2 separate regions of the Pan paniscus genome follow, and region 1 is linked to region 2. The links are chromatin contacts, called in public Hi-C maps. All regions are on one chromosome and are shown on one strand. Each heading gives the region's core, a stretch centred on a gene start, on an enhancer-like site or on the middle of the called end of the contact. The rest is flanking DNA. Distances are from core to core; before and after follow the strand shown.

Evidence for each region. Hi-C and Micro-C count contacts between places; a contact is called where the count stands out from the background.
Region 1: a Hi-C map of fibroblasts shows a contact between it and region 2, with 3 times the contacts expected there. The contact joins the promoter of CCND3 here to the promoter of TOMM6 in region 2.

Annotation. Positions count from the first base shown.
Region 1 is chr5:56,535,252-56,540,613 of NHGRI_mPanPan1-v2.0_pri, reverse strand. CCND3 (cyclin D3) reads left to right here and starts at 2,631. Exons shown (of 5, transcript XM_008958796.4): 1 at 2,631-3,022. TAF8 (TATA-box binding protein associated factor 8) reads right to left here and starts at 1,544. Exons shown (of 10, transcript XM_055113599.2): 1 at 935-1,544; 2 at 4-160. The coding sequence starts at 979.
Region 2 is chr5:56,276,141-56,281,551 of NHGRI_mPanPan1-v2.0_pri, reverse strand. It overlaps TOMM6 (translocase of outer mitochondrial membrane 6), which reads right to left and starts at 1,653. Exons shown (of 3, transcript XM_034962088.3): 1 at 728-1,653. The coding sequence starts at 855. It overlaps FRS3 (fibroblast growth factor receptor substrate 3), which reads left to right and starts at 2,041. Exons shown (of 7, transcript XM_034962082.3): 1 at 2,041-2,063. It overlaps PRICKLE4 (prickle planar cell polarity protein 4), which reads right to left. Exons shown (of 8, transcript XM_034962087.3): 3 at 4,939-5,082; 4 at 4,306-4,413; 5 at 3,473-3,610; 6 at 3,010-3,213; 7 at 2,224-2,428; 8 at 1,424-1,794. The coding sequence ends at 1,424.

The DNA.
Region 1 (5,362 bases), core at 1,382-3,881, 260 kb before region 2:
CACAGCTCTGCAGCATCTCTGTCAGCGTTTCCACGGATGCTTTCTCGGCACTCTCAAACCCTGCCTCTGTCAGCAAGGAGCTCACAACCACCTGCAGAGTTCTCCTCCGGGCCAGATGATAGTTATCGGCAGGGTTAGTGGACTGTTTACTTCCCGATCTCTGTGAATCAGCAGAGAGATTTTCACCCACAGGAGAAGGATGCAATCACATAGTTCATACGTGGTCAACGGCAAGCAAAGTTATTTTACTAAATAATTTTATTTTAAAAATCAGTGCTTAATGTTTACGATTTACGGATCTTGGCCAACTGAGTAAAAATTGAGCACCCAAGGTGCTTTAAATACAGAGACCACTTTTCCGCTTACCTAAAACGTACGGTCCCAATGAGATAAAATAGCAGGTCTTTTACTTTCTACTTTAGCAGATTATTAGAATACATAGCTGAAGAAACACGCATGATGGGATTAAGACGTGTCCCCCAGAAAAAAACAGGATCCCTCTCTTGTGCCTCCCATCTTCACACCATTTCATTGAAAGGGAAAATGAAAACAGTAACAAGAGGTGACCGCGAGGAGACGAGGGCAAAAAGATAAAAGCACAAAAAAGTAAGAAAGCTAAATATTTTGAAACGGGAATGCCTTTCAACTTTGGCCGGCCAATAAGAAGGCGAAAACGGCATCTTCAGACCAATCAGGGGGTGTTCCGGGCTCCCAACCCCCAACAGCGAACGAGCCAATCAAGACACAGGTCCGCCAACTCCGGAGGCCGCAGCCAAGTCCCAAGGAGGGGGCGCCTACGGCCTGAAAACACCCTCCGCCAGTCGGAGCTCATGATGCGGCTGAATTTCTGGGCATTATCTTGTTGCTCAGTCGAGGGGAAAGTTGCAGGATAGCCAAACTCTCTCGGCTCCGAGCCCGCGCTTCCTGCCCTTACCGTTCCGGAGCCACCGGCCCCAGCTGTGGCCGCCGCGTCGGCCATCTTGCTCTGGCGTAGTGTGCGCGAGCGCGGGGCGCGATGGGACTTGTAGTCGCGGGGCGGGGCGGGGCGGGGCGGGGCGGGGCGGCGTGCGCCCCTTGGTTTTCCGAAGCCCAGTCGGTTGGGGGACGCCTCCGGTGACCCCGGCTCACGTGACTTTTTTTTTTTTTTTTGGATAGAGTCTTGCTCCGTTTCCCAGGCTAGAGTGCAATGGCGCGATCTCGGTTCACTGCAACCTCCACCTCCCAGGCTAAAGCGATCCTCCCACCTCAGCCTCCGGAGTAGCTGGGATTACAGGCGGGCACCACCACGCCCCGCTAGTTTTTGTATTTTTAGTAGAGACCGAGTTTCGCCATGTTGGCCAGGCTGGTCTCGAACACCTGAGCTCAAGCAATCCGCGGCCTCGGCCTCACAACGTGCTGGGATTACAGGCGTGAGCTACCGCGCCAGCCTCACGTGACCTTTTGAGAGTGAAGTGTTCTGGGGCCTTCAGTGGCTTGGTTGTGGGCCAGGAAAACGCGCCCGGTTTCACTGAGTTAAAAGAAACCTATTTTAATATGAAAATCGGTTCTTATAAAGAGCATACCAGGAGGTCATCTACACTCGCAGGGTTTTCCAAACTTGTCTTATTATTAGTAACACCTGGCTGGGCCCAGCCCAATCCCAGTGACTTCACTCTCTGGAAGAGGGGCTTGGGAATCTTTCTCATTAAGGAGCTCCCCAGATGATTCTTCTGAGCGAGTAATGTTGGGAAACCCTGGAGCATCCAGCCTGGTGATTTTGTGCTGAGGGCCGCCCCACCTGTCAATGGCCCACTTGGAAGTAGAGCCTGGACCACCTAGTCCAAGTCTATCGCTGCATCCTGCTGCCTTCGCGCCCTCGACCCGCAAATATTTGCGAGGCAAGTCTAGGGGGCGGGAGACTTGTCCCTTGTCGCCTCACTCCCAGGGCGTGGGGTGCCCGCGGCTGCCAGTGGTTTTCTCCCTAGCCTGTCAGCCCCTCTGGCTGCGCCGTGTTCGTCCCCATTTGCAGGTGCCTGGCAGGACGCAGATTCTGGGCTTGGATCCTAACACTAGCCAGCTATGGTACTGCGGGCACTTGACCTTAATCCTCAGTGTGTCTCAGTTTCCTCTTCTGTAAAACTGGGGGAAAGATGAGATGATACACAGAAAGAGTCTGTCACAGTGCCTGACGTGTAGTAAAACTCAAGAAATCGGCCGGGCGCGGTGGCACTCGCCTGTAATCCCAGCACTTTGAGAGGCCGAGGCGGGTGGATCACCTCAGGTCAGGAGTTCGAGACCAGCCTGACCAACATGGTGAAACCCCGTGTCTACTAAAAATACACAAAATTAGCCGGGCGTGGCGGCGTGCGCCTGTAGTCCTAGCTACTCGGGAGGCTGAGGCAGGAGAATAGCTTGAATCCGGGAGGCGGAGGTTGCAGTGAGCCGAGATCGCGCCACTGCACTCCAGCCTGGGCGACAGAGGGAGACTCCGTCTCAAAAAAAAAGAAAAAGAAGTCGCTCCTCATGATGTTGTTTACTTCCTGGATAGCACGTGGAGGAGTTGCCAACGCCGGGAGGCAGCGGTCCGGGAACCCGTGCTGCCCCGGCCCCGCCGCCCACACCTGAGCCTCCGTGGTGCCCCGTCCCCGCACCTATGCCGCGGGGGGCGGGGGCTGCGAGCGGGGGTGCGCGGCGCCGGATGAGCCTCCTGGCCTCGCCGAGGGTGTACAGGGGGTGGGAGAGTCAGGCCGGGGACCGAAACTTGGCTGAGCAGAGCACCAGCCCCTTTGTCTCCTCCGCCCCCTCTTCCCCACTTCCTGCCCAGCTCTGGATCGGCGGCGCGGCGCGGACTTTGTAAACACTTCGCCACTGCAGGGGTGGAGACTGGCTCTGTTCGGATGCCGGCCGGGGGGGAGAGGTGCAATCCTCTCCTCGCGGCTGGTGGTTGCGACCACCCCCACTCCCCAAAGGCAGGCTCCGGAGGCGGCGGGACAGAGCGCCTGCGACCCCAGTCGGTGCTCCGGGGAGGTCACCTGGCGAGGAGGTAGGCTTGGGTGCTGGAGAAACCGGGGTAGATGGGATGTCAGCTCAGGCTGGAGACCATGCGTTGGGGATCGGCGCTGGGTGGGTCAATGGGGTCGCCGCATCCTCATCACTTCCCAGTTGGCACCGAAAGCTTGGCTCACTTTCCCACTGAGTGAGGTGTTCTGCACAGAATTGAAGGGCAGAGAAACCCCCAAAGGCCCTGAGCCCTCTGTATGTACACACATCGGCACAACCCCCTCCAGCTGATCTGGAAGCCCCGTGGCTTTACCGGGCTGTTGGTCTTCTCATGCCTCAAAGATGGGGTGGAAGGCCAGTAGGAGGGCAGACCAGTGTGGATGGGGAGTCTGTGAGTGCTCTGGCAAGTGCACCGGGATGAAACTGGAGGGAGGGACCCCTCAGTGGTGTCTGATTGATACATAGATGATGATCTTAGCTTCTTCTGTGTCTCTTGAAGTGCCAACAAGAGGAATAACTGAATAAATTGGTTGCTGTTACTAAGGGAGCATTAAGTTACTCATTTGCATTGATTGAACACCTACTATGTGCCTGGCATTATATGGAATGCTGAGGGTGCAATGATGTTATTCATCCACAGCTAATATGGATCACAAAACAATAGACATAGACGCCAAGTACACTGGCTGGGGTGGCTGGGAAGGCTTCAGAGAGAAAAGGACATTTGAGTTGGGTTCAGAAGGATGAAAAGCATGGAAGTCTTTGGGGGCACTTATTCCACAGAACTGGATTGAACCCCAGCTGTGGTGTTGGACACTGGAATATAGGGGTGACCCAGAAACAATTCCTGCTCCCTTTAATCCACTGTCTAACCATCAAGGGAATGAACAGGATGAATCCCAGAAAAGGCAGTTTTCTGGGCTGGGTCCCAAGAACCCAGGAATTCCCAGCTGGGTACAGCTGGGAGGGTCCACCTGGGGGTGATGTGACGGTCCACACAATCCTGGGCACCCCCTCCTCATCCCTGGACTCTGAGACTGTTTCCTCTGATGAGTCCTTGCCCTCTGCCTACCACCTCATTTCTCTTTGGGACCAGACGTGGATAGAGAAGTGGATCTCCCTTTGCTTCCTCACAGATTCTTCTGGCCGTTCAATTCTGGGGCTCCTTCGGGAAATGACTGACACAGCAATTTATGAATTCATTCAGCACCTATTTGCTATGGCCATACTCCATCTGCACAGGCTATTCCCACAGCTGTTGGGGATGTCATGGTAATCAAATCAGAGTTTCTTCCCCTGGAACTTAACACTGAAAGCCTCTGATAATTGTAGCAGAGTCCTAGTCTATGCCAGTTATTGAGATCATGACCTCCATGGTCCCAAACATCTTCTCCTTCCGGCTTCCCCTTCCCTCAAGGGCTTAGAATACTAGCTAACAGTTACATAACACTGTCAGGTACTCTTCTAAGTGGCTTAGAGATCATATCTCATTTAAACCTCCTAATATAGTCCTATGAGGTAGGCATTAGGATTCTCTCCATTTTATAGACGAGGAAACGCAGGCACTGGAGATAAGTAATCTTCCTTCAGACACAAGAAACAAATGGCAGAGCTGGGATTTAAACCTAGGTCACTTGATTTGGGAGGCTTTATTCTTAACCGTTAGGCTAGCCTGCCTCCTTCGCTGACCACAAAAAATGTGCACTTGAGCCAGGAACTTAGGAGTTTCCTAAAGGGAGTCTGTGGTCCTGTATCTTGGATGATACAGCCATCTGTTAGCTGAGCCATAGGCTGGTACTGTTTACAGTGAGCCCAGCAGGCCTGGAATAGGGTTGTGGGAACTGCACAGAGCTGGTATCCTTTCCTGATGGCTGTGTGTGTGTGTGCGTGCGTGCGCGTGTGTGCGTGCGTGCGCGTGTGTGCGTGCACACAAACGTATGAATGTTTTCCCCTGTGTAAGCCTCACTCAAAGGGAAAGGGGGAATATGAATAAACCGGGAGGAATGAACTAAGATTATATCCAAGAAAGAACTTCTCAACTTGGACGTGATGTGCCAGAATCTGGGGATTTGGGAAACCAAGACACCTCTTTTGTTGGGAATTAAGAATAGCAGAGATGCTCACATTCTAGATGTGCATTCCAGCTTGGTAGATGAGTAAGGAAGATGGCCAAGGAGTGGGTCCAGGCTTAAGATGCTCACACCTCTCTTTCCCACAGCTCCTGCTTCCAAAGCTGCATCTGTATATCCTACCCAGTCCCTCCAGACAGGCTGGGATAATGCTGGTGAAGCAAGCGAGAGCACAGGACAGTTTCCATGGATTCCAGCCCCTTTTCCACCTCCTTTCTGAAACGCTTTTAAATTTCTTACAAGGGCCCTCCCCA
Region 2 (5,411 bases), core at 404-2,903:
GGCAGAAGGGGCAGTGAGCCGAGATCGCGCCTCTGCACTCCAGCCTGGGCGACAGAGTGAGACTCCGTCTCAAATAAAAAAAAAAAAAAAAAAAAAAAAAAAAAAAGGCCGGGCGCGGTGGCTCACGCCTGTAATCCCAGCACTTTGGGAGGCCGAGGTGGGCGGATCACGAGGTCAGGAGATCGAGACCATCCTGGATAACACGGTGAAACCCCGTCTCTACTAAAAATACAAAAAATTAGCCGGGCGTGGTGGCGGGCGCCCGTAGTCCCAGCTACTCGGGAGGCTGAGGCAGGAGAATGGCGTGAACCCGGGAGGCGGAGCTTGCAGTGAGCCGAGATCGCGCCACTGCACTCCAGCCTGGGCAACAGAGTGAGACTCCGTCTCAAAAAAAAAAAAAAAGAAAGAAAAAAGAAATGTAAGATCAAACGCAAAGCCCAGCTAAAGCACTAGTCCAGGGCCGAAAAAGCCTGTTTACGTGCTAGCACTTCTTCCCTTGATCAGGGTGACATTACAGATACAGCCACATGACAGAAAGATCGCTTTTGCCACACGGGAACTCTCCTGGCCAGGGATCTCAGTGAGGCACAGCCAGAGCTACGAAGACGCCACAATGCTGGTAATGTTAAAAAACAAAAACAAAAAACCCTGAGGCGCCAGCCTCGCAAGAAAGGGGAAATACGGATGTAAGGGCCAGAAAAGGACCAAGTTCCTCGGGCTCGGTTACCTCCGGAAGTCATTCCTATCAGTGGCAAAGCGGTAGACGCCCCGAAGCCAATCTCCCACGTTGTCCGGTATTTCGGGAGTTTCATTAGCCGAGCCAGCAGCGCTCACCGGGACAGTGCTGGAAGCCATAGTGGAAAGCTTCGCATGGGCCTCGGTGGAGGAACCGTATCGGCGTCGCCGGTGAATGACGCACCTCCGGTCTGGCACTTCCGGCTGCTACCGGCCGGCAGAGGGGGCGCTGTTCGCTTAGTCCGACATCCGGAAGAGGGACGGCCCTCTGCTGCGCGTCCACGAACTCTAGGAGGGGAGGAGCGTGGCCCGGTTCTACGGTCCCCTGCTCCCGGTCCCACCTCCGGCTCTCCAGCCGGTAACCGTCACGCGTGCTGTGATCATTTAATTGGCTTGGGAGGAGGGTGGTGGGGACGGGGCTGTCTCAGCCTGTGGAGGTGGGGGTAGGGGCTATCTCAGCAGGGAAAGCGTAGCTTTGGGGAATGGGTTTTGCCAAGAAAGTCTCCACCAAAAGTCTTAGAACGCGCAGTACTGAAGGGGGCGCACTCCAAACTTGTCACCTCGCCGCCTCTTGCGGGCGTGCGCCTGACTGCGTCTCAGTCTAGGATTGTTAGGGGGAGGCTAGCCTTGTTCTCCCGCTTTACAGACCCCTTTCCTCCCACTCACATCCCCTCTCTGAGCTGCGCCACTAGCACATGGTGCAGTGCGTCTTAGAGGCGTTGCTGTCCTCTGCTTGGAGGCTTCCGGGTGTCTTCCAGGACTGGGGAAGGCGCTCGCCTAAGAAAAATCCTTCAGGTTCCGAGTCAGAGGAGGAGGAGCAGGTGGAGAAAGGGGTGTCCTTGGGATCACGAATAGTCTCCAGGCGGCATTGCTCCTGCCCTTTGGGTGCCTCCGCTTTGTCCCCAGGTCGGTTCTCCTGCTGGGGACTGGATCCAGGCAGCCCCCTCTGAGTCTGCAGGCTGGAACCGCCGGCAGCAGCGAGAAGGAGTGTTCGGGAGAGGGTTGCAGAGTTCACCGAGGCTTGGTCCCTTCCTTCAGTTCGGTCGAGTCCAGTCTCCCCTGTTCCGGGCCGGGTCGGAAACGCTGGTCTCAGAGCCGCGGAGCTGGACCTACACCGCAGCTAGTGGGGGTGAGGCCCAGCCTCCCGCCCCGCCCAGCCCCTGGGCCGTGCGCGCCGCCGCCGCCGCCGAGAGTCCTCGCCAGGGTCCCCCGCCTCCACCAGAGGGCGTCCGCCTCCCGCGCCTGGGAGGGAGTCTGGCGCCGCAACCCCGACCGCGGCGCGGGGTGGGTTCGGGCGGCCCTTGGAACGCTCCGGCCAGGGATGCGCGGTGAGAGCTGCGGGCCCCGAGGCTTGGGTCTGGGGGGTGCGGTGGGGGCGCTCCTGGAGGGACGGGACGGCGTGGGACTGGGGCGAGGGTCCCAGCCCGGGAGAACCCCCACAGCCCAGCCCAAGCTCCCTCCCGCTTTGCTCTGCATCCTCTCCCTTACCAAGGAATGCCTGCCCTTCCAGTGCCCCGGCCCAGCTCGAGCCTGCATCCGAGTAGCGGTTCTCGAAGCAGCTGGGGCAGCAGGGGCTTCCCCCAGGCAGGGCATAACGTCCCCCGCCCAGAGGCCCGGCGCAGTCCTGGCAACAGAAGTGGTTCTCATGCCAGCGCTGTCCCTCTGCCTCGGTGCAGCGCCAGGAGAAGATCAGCTGGGAGAGGGAGAGGGGAACGTTTCATTCTTTCATTCACTCATTCATTCATCCAGTAACCACGCCTTTTACCCAGTTAACGCTAAAGCACGTCTGCACACATTCCCATTTAATTCACTCAGCCACTTTTGGACGCAGGGAGGACTGATTGGCTTAGCCAGGATCCCAGCTAGCAAGTGGGACAATCCCAAGTGCGACCTGGGGGTCTGGACTCCCAACCCAGGGCCCCAGGCTTCCTTTTATGCTGACATCAAGGGAATTTCTAGCATGATGAGGCACAGCACTGGGCACTTGGCATCTACTGAGATGAGCATGTGTCCAAGACTCCCTGCTCTAGAGAAATTCTATGAGTCCAGGAACATTTGAGGGACTCTGCAGTGGGGGAGGCCAGAGAGAAGGGCACTGGGTCCTACATGCCCAGAGCTCAAGTCAGAACACAGGGAACTTGGTAGTCCCAGGCTGGTTCCAACTTCTCCCCACTCCCTGATACTGGGAGAAACTGTGGCCCAGGAGAGTGTCCCTTTGTATCCTGCCACTCTGGACTCTGGGCAGACCCCCAGTTCCTCCCCTCCAGGCTGTACCTGGTCACAAGCCGGGCAGCGCGGGCGCAGCAACTCTGCATGATGACGGCCACAGTAGAGTTGTCCATCATGGTAGAAGTAGATGAGGTTTATCAGGGCCTGGCCACAGGCCTGGCAGGCAAAGCAAGGCTGGTGCCAGCAGCGCTGTTCGCCTGCCCGGGCTGCAAACACTCCGTACTCCCCTGGCTTCAGCAGCTGCCTACACTGTCAGAGGGGAGGTGCTGAGGTGGTCGGAGTAAGCACTACCATCCTAACTTCCCTCCTTGCTCTTGCAATCCGATCCCAACCTGTTCTCGCCATACCCTAGCAAGCCCACATCCACTGCAACCTATACTAAGAGCTCGCAAACTTGGTTTCTGTTTTTCCTGTTTCCCAACCAGAATCCCAGAAGCTAGCCCCTTCTGCAGAAATGAGAGGGCAAAGAATAGAGGAAGGGGAATTTGGGGGGAGGGGTGCTACATACCTTCTCACAGGTGTGTCCTTCAAGCTTGGGAAGTACCAGGCGGGCTACCCCCTGTCCCAGGGCTTCCTGCTTCCGCCTGGCACAGAAGAGCCGCAGCTCGGCCCGCTCCTCCTCCCCAAGGGCCAGGCAGTAGCGCTCCTGCAGAAACAGTCCTCTACAATTACTGGGAGAGCTCCAGCAGAAAAGATTGAGCATTGGTTGGAGGAAAAAGGGCTTGGCTGCTGGGTCAGAGAAAGGTTGTAGAACCTCAGGGAGATGCCAGAGATAATGGCATAGAAGAGGAAATGGAAAAGGAAAGGAGCTCAAGAAAGCCACCTGAGTCTCACCCTGCCCCCCAGGAATGTCATCAATCAGGTCCTGACAGGCCCACAGCACTTAGCCCTGTCACCATTAGGTCCTTGTTCCCAATGAGCTAAGAGCTCAGTATCACTTCCCATTCTTGCATTTCCTCAAATTATTTCATATACTCCTGTCTTGCCTCCCCAATTGAATTGTAAGCCTTTAGGCTGGGCACATGTAGACCCTCAATAAATACGTAACAACCATACTCTCTACATTTGTACATTCCATTATCCGTTTCAAAAGTCGTTCATGTCCATTTTCTCATTTGCTCTTGAACTAAGCATTGTGGTGGGCAGAGCAGATGTTATTGCACCTGCTATTGTTATTGCCAATGTGAAAACTCAGGCAGGGGGAGAATGATGCCCCAACCAGTGCCATAGCTGGGCATTAAATCCACATCCCCTAACTTCTGGACTGAGGTTCTTCCCACAGTAAGAAAAGAGATGAGGGAGGGAAAGGCAAGAGAGGGAAGATGGGGAGAGGAGACCCACATCAATGTCCTGCGGAGGGAGTTGCTGCAGGAGGGTCTGAAGTCCAGTCCAGTTGGGGGCTCGGTTGGTGTCCAGGCAAAGGGAACCCAAGCTCAGAACTGCAGGACCCTGAGGAGACATGGAAGAAGGGGAGGAGTGAAACTAGGTTTTTCTTTCCTTTCTCCTCCTTTCCCCCTCATCATTGCCACCTCTTCTCCAATCTAGAGCAGCTTCTAAGCATGCCCTCCATTTGGGAGGGTCCTCCTTGCAGATCCTCACTGAGTGCAAGGATAGCTGACTGATGCCTGCATGTGTGGTCTTCCTTGAGGGAGGCTGGGGAGGCCCCACACCCCAAAACAGCTTCCCTTCTTATGCTTTCCCTTCTTAACCCCCTTCACGCCTTGGGGCCAAAGCCCCTAGAGTCTGGTTTGACAATACAGACCCCCTAGGAGAGATAATGAATACTCATGTGAATGAGTTTAAAGTCAAAACCCCATGTTCTAAGCAGGTGCAGAGACAGGAATTCCTGAAAAGAGAAAAAGGCAATAAGAGATTAGGCACGAAGTCAAACTACCTCCGGGTTGGTGGAAAAGGGTGGCCACTCCACAGGATAGAGGATATGTTGGTCTCAGAGGAAGGGCACGACTCTACTACCTGAGCATGGGTATCCTCAGGGTCCTCCCCCGGCAGGTGGCCTGAGTCACTGTCTGAGTTGGCTGGTGGACCTGGATCCTGGGGCTTGGGGCTGTCTTCTTGGTGGGGCCAGCCAGAGTTCTGCACTGACATTTGTGGCAAAGCCTACCCCAAAACAATAAGAACACCTCCATGTATTAGGCCGTTACAATGTGCTAGGAAGTGTTAAGTGCTTTATAGATATTATTTCCCTTAGTCCTCCCAACACCCAAACGACTTAGGTAGCATTATCCCCATCTTACAGATGGCCCAACTGAGGATCAGACCTTGAGTAGCATGCCCAAGGTCAAACAGCTAGTAAGTGGCAGAGCCAGGTCTTGAGGTCAGGCCTTTTGGTCCAGAATTTCTGAAGTTCAAATTCTGGGGTCTCCCAAGATCGGGATGGAGGTAAGAGGAGGCCCATGGTAGAAGGAGAGGGCACTTTGCCTTTCTGG